Linked DNA regions of Mus musculus: regions 1 and 3 are each linked to region 2. Evidence: chromatin contacts called from public HiChIP or PLAC-seq data. All regions are on one chromosome and are shown on one strand. The core of a region is the stretch at or near the end of the contact, and the rest is flanking DNA. Distances in the headings are between cores, read along the strand shown.

The links. HiChIP or PLAC-seq counts read pairs in DNA pulled down with a chosen protein or histone mark.
Region 1: a contact with region 2 is called in an H3K27ac HiChIP or PLAC-seq map of heart atrium, with 5 read pairs. The contact joins the enhancer-like site here to the promoter of 5430425K12Rik in region 2. A contact is called at or near these places in 2 of 484 Hi-C or Micro-C datasets (nephron progenitors and uterus) and 3 of 115 datasets of contacts at active chromatin or transcription factors (heart atrium, microglia and pancreatic cancer cells).
Region 3: a contact with region 2 is called in an H3K27ac HiChIP or PLAC-seq map of heart atrium, with 5 times the contacts expected there. The contact joins the enhancer-like site here to the promoter of 5430425K12Rik in region 2. A contact is called at or near these places in 1 of 39 promoter capture datasets (the 3T3-L1 cell line), 10 of 484 Hi-C or Micro-C datasets (Sertoli cells, bone marrow-derived macrophages, brown adipocytes and 4 more) and 5 of 115 datasets of contacts at active chromatin or transcription factors (PVALB interneurons, astrocytes, fibro-adipogenic progenitors and 2 more).

What each region holds. Positions count from the first base shown.
Region 1 is chr13:81,107,742-81,110,441 of GRCm38.p6, forward strand. All of the region lies in intron 87 of Adgrv1 (adhesion G protein-coupled receptor V1), which reads right to left. All of the region lies in intron 2 of Gm32639 (a long non-coding RNA gene), which reads left to right. Among named protein-coding and RNA genes, the nearest start is that of Gm32639, 5.4 kb to the left of the region's middle. Within about 2 kb of position 1,355, at least 21 of the 459 cell types and tissues checked have an H3K27ac peak or open chromatin away from gene starts, as enhancers often do. A contact at or near this core is called in heart atrium and uterus, where this site is marked.
Region 2 is chr13:80,939,150-80,941,849 of GRCm38.p6, forward strand. It overlaps 5430425K12Rik (RIKEN cDNA 5430425K12 gene), which reads left to right and starts at 1,254. Exons shown (of 5, transcript NR_103550.1): 1 at 1,254-1,505; 2 at 2,057-2,148.
Region 3 is chr13:81,154,262-81,156,961 of GRCm38.p6, forward strand. Adgrv1 (adhesion G protein-coupled receptor V1) reads right to left here. Exons shown (of 90, transcript NM_054053.4): 87 at 894-1,015. Among named protein-coding and RNA genes, the nearest start is that of Gm32639, 52 kb to the left of the region's middle. Within about 2 kb of position 1,285, at least 10 of the 459 cell types and tissues checked have an H3K27ac peak or open chromatin away from gene starts, as enhancers often do. A contact at or near this core is called in bone marrow-derived macrophages and heart atrium, where this site is marked.

The DNA.
Region 1 (2,700 bases), core at 105-2,604, 170 kb after region 2:
ACAAAGAAGGACACTGCCTTTCTGTTCGAGTTCTGCTCATTACACCCTTCTTCCTTCATGTTTTCCACACGTGCTGTACTTACTGTAAGACTACTGTTCAAAGCCTAGTGATTCTGACAATTTCATTTAGACAATAAGATACCTTAAATTGTGTTTTTTTTTAAATATTTCTTGGTGTTTAAAATTTGAATGCATATAAGAATTTGTCACTAAAATTTTGAATCCACAAAGATAAAAATAAAGATACTCAGCTAATTAAAGAATAAATAGAATTAATGTAAAAGTTTTTCTGAAAACATCAACAAGTGTCAGCATTTGTAAAATGTGCTGTCCCCATGGTTCCCATCATCTCTCGAGTATTGAAGCAATTGGAACTGTACCAGCTGTACAACTGTACCCGAACTGTCTACACTTCTTAGCAATCACCACAGCCCCCCCCCCCCAGTCAGAATTAGCTTTTACATACAGGACCTGAGAGGACAAGGTGCTATGCTATACATGGCTGTCTTTGGAGGCGTGTGAGAGTCTAGACTCTTCTCTTTCTACTAGGGTGACACCTTTTCAGCTGGTCTCTATAACTAAGAGCATTTAAAAAGCAGTGGTGTGCATGCTAAACACACAAAAACAAAACAAAACTCCTCATTGTTGTACTTGTCACATCAGAGCAAGCAGAAACACACATTTCCCTTTGATTCAGGCTTGTCTGTTTTTGGAGAGCATATTAATATTCCAAAAGATGTAGGCCCAGTGAATTGGTTTCAAGTACAAATGATAGTGTGCACATTAATAGAAACAAAGTCTTCCTGAAAACACCCATGCTCATCCAACATTTTTTCTTATACAACTAACTTTTCACATGACTGTGACCTAATTACATTGGCCACAGCAATAGACAAAACAGGAAAAAAATTAAAGTGTCAGCCTTAAATGTTGTGCAATGTTCCTGATTTATTTCGAGGTCACTGGAAGTGTTGAGATGTGTCAGGTTAAAAGCTGGATAAGGAAACAAACCTCATGCTTTAAAACCCATCTCTGAAGACCATCTGTTAAAGCTCTGCAGCCTCTCCTGCTTGTTTTCATATCGAGCCTTTCATGCGCCAGGAAATGTTCTGCCTGCTGAACATAGCTACACTCAAAAACTGCATTGTTTTTGTTCTTAAAAGCATAGAAGTACATGGCAAATATTTTGAGACTTTTAGATGTGCTCCAGGAAACACAAACATGGTTAAAATAAAAAGGAAAGAATGTTTAAATGCAGATTATGCTTAAATTGACTCTTGCTTGGTCTCGGCCAAGCTGTGCAAATATAGAAAGGGGGCCTGCATTATCCAAAGTATTCAGCTGTGGAGGTTTCTGACCTCAGAGGAAAAACAAGTTCCCCTTCCAAGTACTGCACGCTGTGTGCAGGGTCCCACTACAGTGTTGTGTGCAGCAATTTCAACAAAGCACCTGGATTCTCCGTTTGTAGAATGTTGCGGTCACAGTCTACACTGCCGGGCCCTGGGATGCATGGATAAAGGAGCATGATTCCTGCTCTCAGACTGCTCACAAATAAAACAATATTTGACCCCCACCAAGCATCAGGTTCATAAACACCAGCTATCTATACTTCCTGTCATTTACAGATGGCAGGTTTACAGGGAAGCTAATTGTGTCTATGAGTTGCTGTTTTGATTATTTTCATGGTCCTTCTATAATCATGAAAATGCTTTTAAGAGTCTTTAACTTATTTACAGTTGGATTGACTATAAAATTAAGATCCATTCTGTATTTCTTTTGACCCAGGAATAAAAACTTATTAATCAATGTTCTGTGAGCCACAAAGGAAATCATCCATAGTTTAAAGGATTACATATGCTCATTACTCTCTTTTTAAAGAATTATTTATTATTAGTTTATTATTATTTGTTTTCATTTGTTATTATTTATTTCCTTACATGATTTTCTTTGCATCAAGTGCATGCAGAAACCCACAGAGGCGCTTGAATCCCTTAGAACTGGAGTCACAGGGGTTTGAGTTGCCTTGTGGGTGGTAGGGAGCAAACGCAGGTTTAACTACTGAGACAGGTCTCTAGTGTGTTCAGCGTGAAGCAAGCAAAGGGAGTTCAGCTGTTCGCTCCATCATGTCTGTCAGTCCCGAGCTTCAGTTCACATGTTTAACAAGAAGTGACAAGACAGAACTGGCTAAGACAGGAAGTGGAACGTGGCTTGGCTGTGTTGGACTCTCTTCTGAGATCTTTCTCCAATTTCATCAAGCTATAAAGGATCCTGGCTGAGTGACACTTCAGGCTTCCATGTAGAGCCCTGCAACTCTCCTGCCTCCAGAGATAGGGCAGGACAAGGTGGCATCATCAGAATTAAGTTCTCTTAATCTCAAACATTTGTTGTTTTTTTGGTTGGTTGGTTGGTTGGTTTTTCGAGACAGGGTTTCTCTGTATAGCCCTGGCTGTCCTCGAACTCACTTTGTAGACCAGGCAGGCCTCGAACTCAGAAATCTGCCTGCCTCTGCCTCCCGAGTGCTGGGATTAAAGGCATGCCCCACCACGCCCAGCTAGCATTTGGTATTTTAAGGAAATCTATTCAATCGCAAGTTCTTAGAAAGAGGAAATGCTCAGTGCTCTTAGTTACGTTTTGTTTGTTTGTTTATAATATAGTCTCTGACTCAAAGACAGAACTCAAGAAGTAATTAATAAACCAGAG
Region 2 (2,700 bases), core at 4-2,503:
CAATGTCTGTTTCTCCCTGATGGCCAGCCTTTGCCTGGTTTGACCTGGCTGTGCCAGATCTAGCTGCTATGAGTTCTGCTGCTGCTGCTGCTGCTGGCTCTGCACCCCCCCCCCCTGCCCCGCTCCCAACTGGTCCTTTAGGCACTCCTTTCCATGTGTCAGATGAGGACTCCTTTCCCATTAGCTTGCCATCCACAGGCAGTGCAGTCCAGCCCAGACAGCTGCCTTTGGCTTTGAAAACTGCCTGGCTCACTTCCCCACCAGTCTGTGAAGGAGTCCAACATGCCACTTGATGTCACATGTGTTGCAGGTGTTGTGGATGAAATTGCTACAGGAGCTGGATGTAAATGATGTCATTGGGCAAGACGGGACTTGGCATGCCCACGTTTGTCCAAATGCTGTTCATATCTCCCAGCGAAAAGATGTTGTAAATAAAGAGAACAAGCACAAACTGATCTTAAAGACTGAGCATAAACAAGAGCTGTCCTGGGCACTATGGAAAAGCTTGCAGTTCTCATAGTAAGACTACCCTTGTGTTAGAAACCTGTTGTGCAGACTGAGGAAGTGAAGGCTCAGACAGGTTCAGAGACTTATGCAAGGTCCCACAACTCCACAGATCCCTTTATTCTCTCTCTCTCTCTCTCTCTCTCTCTCTCTCTCTCTCTCACACACACACACACACACACACACTCATAACACACTCACACCTGTATACTGACTCACACACACACTCACACACATTTACACTCATTCATAAATACACACACACACACACACACACACACACTCATAACACACTCACACCTGTATACTGACTCACACACACACTCCCACACATTTACACTCATACATAAATACACACACACACACACACACACACACACACACACACTACTGAGGACAGCAGCCAAGGCCCTGCATATACTAAGCATAGGACTATATAAACAGTTACAGATTACTGTTTATCTTGAATCTGAACACAAATCAACGTGTTCTTTAAACTTTGGACTGGTTTACAGCAGGAACCATGAGATATTAGCATTGTACTAAGATTTCTGATTCCAGGCTGATTATCAGTTTTCTAGGAGTCAAACAAACATAGGGCATTTAGCCTGGGCCTATGAAGTCATGTTCATAAACATGCTATCAATCTAAATACATTGGCTTGAAAGGAAGCAGCAAAGCAATACTAACATAAAGGTCATCAGATAAAAATGTGGTTAAATATATGTGCATTCCCAGAACTACACTAGGGAGAAGATGGGGGAAAGTATGCCTGTTTTTGTGACTTGTTGGTAACTGCCGAGTTCTTTTCCTTGGGACTAAAAACAATTTACAGCATTGCCAACAGCATTCAGTACATTCAGAACAGGATCATTTCACCCAGAGCTGACCGAAGGCCTTGCTCGGGACAGCATCGAGGACGGCTGTCCAGCAGACAGGGGAGTATGCCAGGTTCAGCAAGTGAAAAGCCAAGCAGGGCCATTTTAAGCAACACAGCTTATGTAAGTGAGAGCTAACTGTCTCACTGGAAGTGGGTCAGACAGGAGCTGGGAGAACTGGGGTCCTTATGACCCCAGTGAAACCTACAGATAGCTTTCCTTTGCATCTCTTAGAATGTGACTAGTTATGAAACAATGTCAGAGTTCAGTTCAGGCCTCTGTATTTCCCACCCTCTTCTTGTTTCCAAATGGTTTTCTTTCTCCCTTTCTTCATTGGAATATGCTAAGCTAAGCGAGGCACACATCATTTGATAGAGTTTGATAATGTGACTGCTGGGAACAGGGAAAAAAGGTAGGGGATAAAGAAAGATCCTTTTTGCGGCTCACAGCTGTGATTCAGTTCTGACTCAAGAGGAAGTGTGCCACCTACTGACTCCCAGAAACCACTTCCGGTGGCTGTTTGGTTTATTCTGGAGGCATCAGGCCAGGCCAGGGACTGCCCTGCCCTGACCCTTGCCTGGCTCTCCAGAGCCAAGGCGTTCACAGCTTGAGTTGGTTTGGCCTAAGACTCTTGAGAACATTACAGATTAAATTTCAAGTGTTTCGTTTCCTAGCAAAGAGTCTTTAGCAACATAAAAACGAGCATGTGTTATTTGCAAACCATCTGAACCATTACTCAACCTGAATGTTCCTAAGTTTTTGCAAGGTATGTATTCTGGATGACCGCTCTCCAGCGATCTGAATGTAATTAGTTTTTCCTGTGGGCAGCTCGGGCAGTCTGTAGGGTGGCACTAGCTGCATGAGTCTTCATGGGAGCCCTTTAATCGGTGAAGCAACACTGGACTTGTTCTCATGGGTCCCTGTGTCTGAGCAAGTGCTCAGCCTATGTATGCAGATGGGTTGGGGGAAGTGGTGTGTGGCAGCCACACAGTGTTGCCCTCATACCAGAACTGTACTCTGCCCTCTAGAAATGGGGCCCTGGCTGACCACTGGAGCTCACTTTGGAGTCAACTTTTCTTGAAGGAGCCCCCAAGTACCTTCTTTAATGTAGGGACATATAGAAGAAGGAAAGCGGGTGGGGGGGGGGGCGATGGAGGTAGCCTCAACATTACTTTTTGCTGTATTGGCAGGTGAAAAGAGGAGTAGTAAGTGGTTTGGTTCCATAATGTCATCTTCAAACAGACTAAAGGTTTTTGATTGTTTTTAATCCTAGGTGGTTTAAGATTCCACAGTGCCAGCATACATATGCTCTCTCAAT
Region 3 (2,700 bases), core at 35-2,534, 220 kb after region 2:
AGATAATGTACTTTGATCAAATGTCATCATGTACCTTGTATTCTGATTAAAGAAAGTGTCTCCCCCTCCTCTTCTCTTCTGCTTTTAAGACTAAGTAGTGACCCATAGACCTCCTGTGTGCTATGTAAATGCTCTACCACTGAATCATATCTCAGCTGCATGATTCTCAGCATATGTATTTATGCACATATCCATTTTATAAGACAGTGAACAAATAATGACTATGTAAAAGCAGTTTGGGTAATTTTATTGAACTATTTTAGTCTGGCTTTTTTTTTTCATGTTGGAAAATAAGAAAAAAAGTGTTCATTTGTTTCATTTGATAATTTTAGAATGCAACATCTTCCCATTTCACAAAAGCTCTGAAAGTCAGTTTTCATTTTTTTTGCTATAGCTATAGCCCTCAGTTATAAAACTTAAACGTATTTTTAAAATTAATTTAAACTTGCCATTATTGGACTTGAGTAGGGGTCAAATATAACTTTTAGTCACTGAAATTTTCTTATATCTAAACATTAAGAGGAAATTGCTTAACCATCAATTCACTGTTCAATTGAACTAATGTGTAGATACACATGCCCCATGTATTTGGATTATTTCTCCATCGTTACCGTCTGATTAAAAACTATCCATAAAGAAACACAGTTTTGCAGTTACTCAATATTGCTGAAAATAAACTAGTAAATACTTTCCATTTTTATGTGTACATGATAAGAAAGTTGTAATTTCTGCCACATTCAAATGTTAAATATTTAACTCCTACCATATTACTCTAAAATGTTGTATGCCATTGTGCACACAAACTCAACTTTATGTAGACTCTTACGTTTTGAACATTGACACTTGGTGCTTTGCATTCATTAAATGTGTATTGCCTGTAAGGCTTGGCTTACCTGCAGACTATTGAAAATGACAAAGAGAACCAACATCCAGAAGTGTCTGTAGGCCATATGCAGTCCTCCCCAAAGCCACGTCATAGAAATCAGGGCGAAGAGATATAAAATCAGAGGAATTTCTGAAAATCACAAAGACAAGGAAATATGTTCAGAATATCGCATGATTAATCACATGTAAACACAGTATTAGTTTGGTCTCCTTCTCAGGGAAGATGGTCTATACCCTAATACCCATCCAGGAAACAACCTTTGAAATCCTTCCTTTTCTTGTGTGGAGGAGGGAAGGCATTGTGCAGAGCCACAGTTCCAGGTTTTCAAATGGGTCTGCTTGCCACTTGGGGAAGGAGAAGGAAGACATTTGTCCCTGCCTAGGCTACCACCTGCTGGACTGTGTGGGAAGTAACAGGAACAAACACAAAGATTCCCAAATTTCTTGAGGTAGCCCTGTGCTCTCCAGTAAGCATACTCCAACATGGCATTAAAATCATGACATTTAAAGTTCTTTGTGTGATACTCAGCTTTTATTTCCTTGAGAAGATAACAAAATGTATTGTGACTGTTCCAAGTGGAGATGAAGTGACTGACTCAGTTGCCATCAGGGGACGTGTTTTCTACCCATCATGCTCTTGTGCAGTTGTCCTGATGGTTTCCATACTAAGTACCCTGCACAATGGGTCCATTGTGCCACTGGAGCTATAAATTGATTTTTATTATTTTTTTGTGTATGTGTGTTTGCCTGCATGTTTTGTATGACCTGCTGAAGCCAGAAGAGGGTGTCAGATGCTTTGAAACTGGAGTTACAGACAGTGGTGAGTCAACTGGTGTATGCTGGGAATTGAACCCGGGTCCCCTGAAAGGGCAGCAGTGCTCTCAACCACAGAGCTATCTCTCTCTTCAGCTTCTCTAACAGTGATTCTGGGTCACAGGACCATGGTCATTTCCACTTGTCTCTGATTTAGTGAGGGAGTGTTATTAGAGTTTTCAGATGTCTTTACAGAAGAGATTTTAATAGTGATACCACAATCTACGTGTACTTTAGAAAATGAATGAAGTCGTAAAGCAGCCATACATAAATATATTTTCATGATATTGAAATGCATGGGGATAGACTAGCACAGGAACCCCCAGGGCAGTCCTGATCATCCATGAACAGCACTTAAAAATCCTCACACACTCTGGGGATTTGAATAGTTAAATACGACTTCAGCAATTAAAATTTTTTATTTTGCTCTGAAACAACTGCAAACATGCACATTAGATGTAATGTCGGTATGGCTACAGGACTTTGTGGTCTTAAAAATTTATCTGGAAGTTGTCAACTGCATCTTCTTTACTCTGTAAATACTACATTTTGTATTTTCTACAAAGATATTTTCTTTTATAGACAGTTTCAAAAATGAAGAAAGCAACACAGAAACACCCTCAAGTTCCGTTTGGTTATTATTTTTAAATTTTAATTTATTATTTGTGTGTGAATGAATTTTTTGTGTGTATGTATGTATGTATGTATTATATATGTATGGTATGTAGGATGTATGTGTATGTTTGTATGTATGTATGTACATATGTATTGAATATAGTATGTATGTATGTGTATATGTATGCATGCATTTTGCTTGTGTGCCTGAGTGAGGGCAACTGCATGCCACAGCATGTGTGTAAGCCAGAGGACAACTTTCAGGAATTGATTTTGTCCTTTCACAGTGGGTTCTGGGTTTCAAACTCAGTCCATCATGCCTGCATGACAAACACTTTTACACACTGAGCGATCTCACAAACACCATTCAGTTATTCTAACAATTTC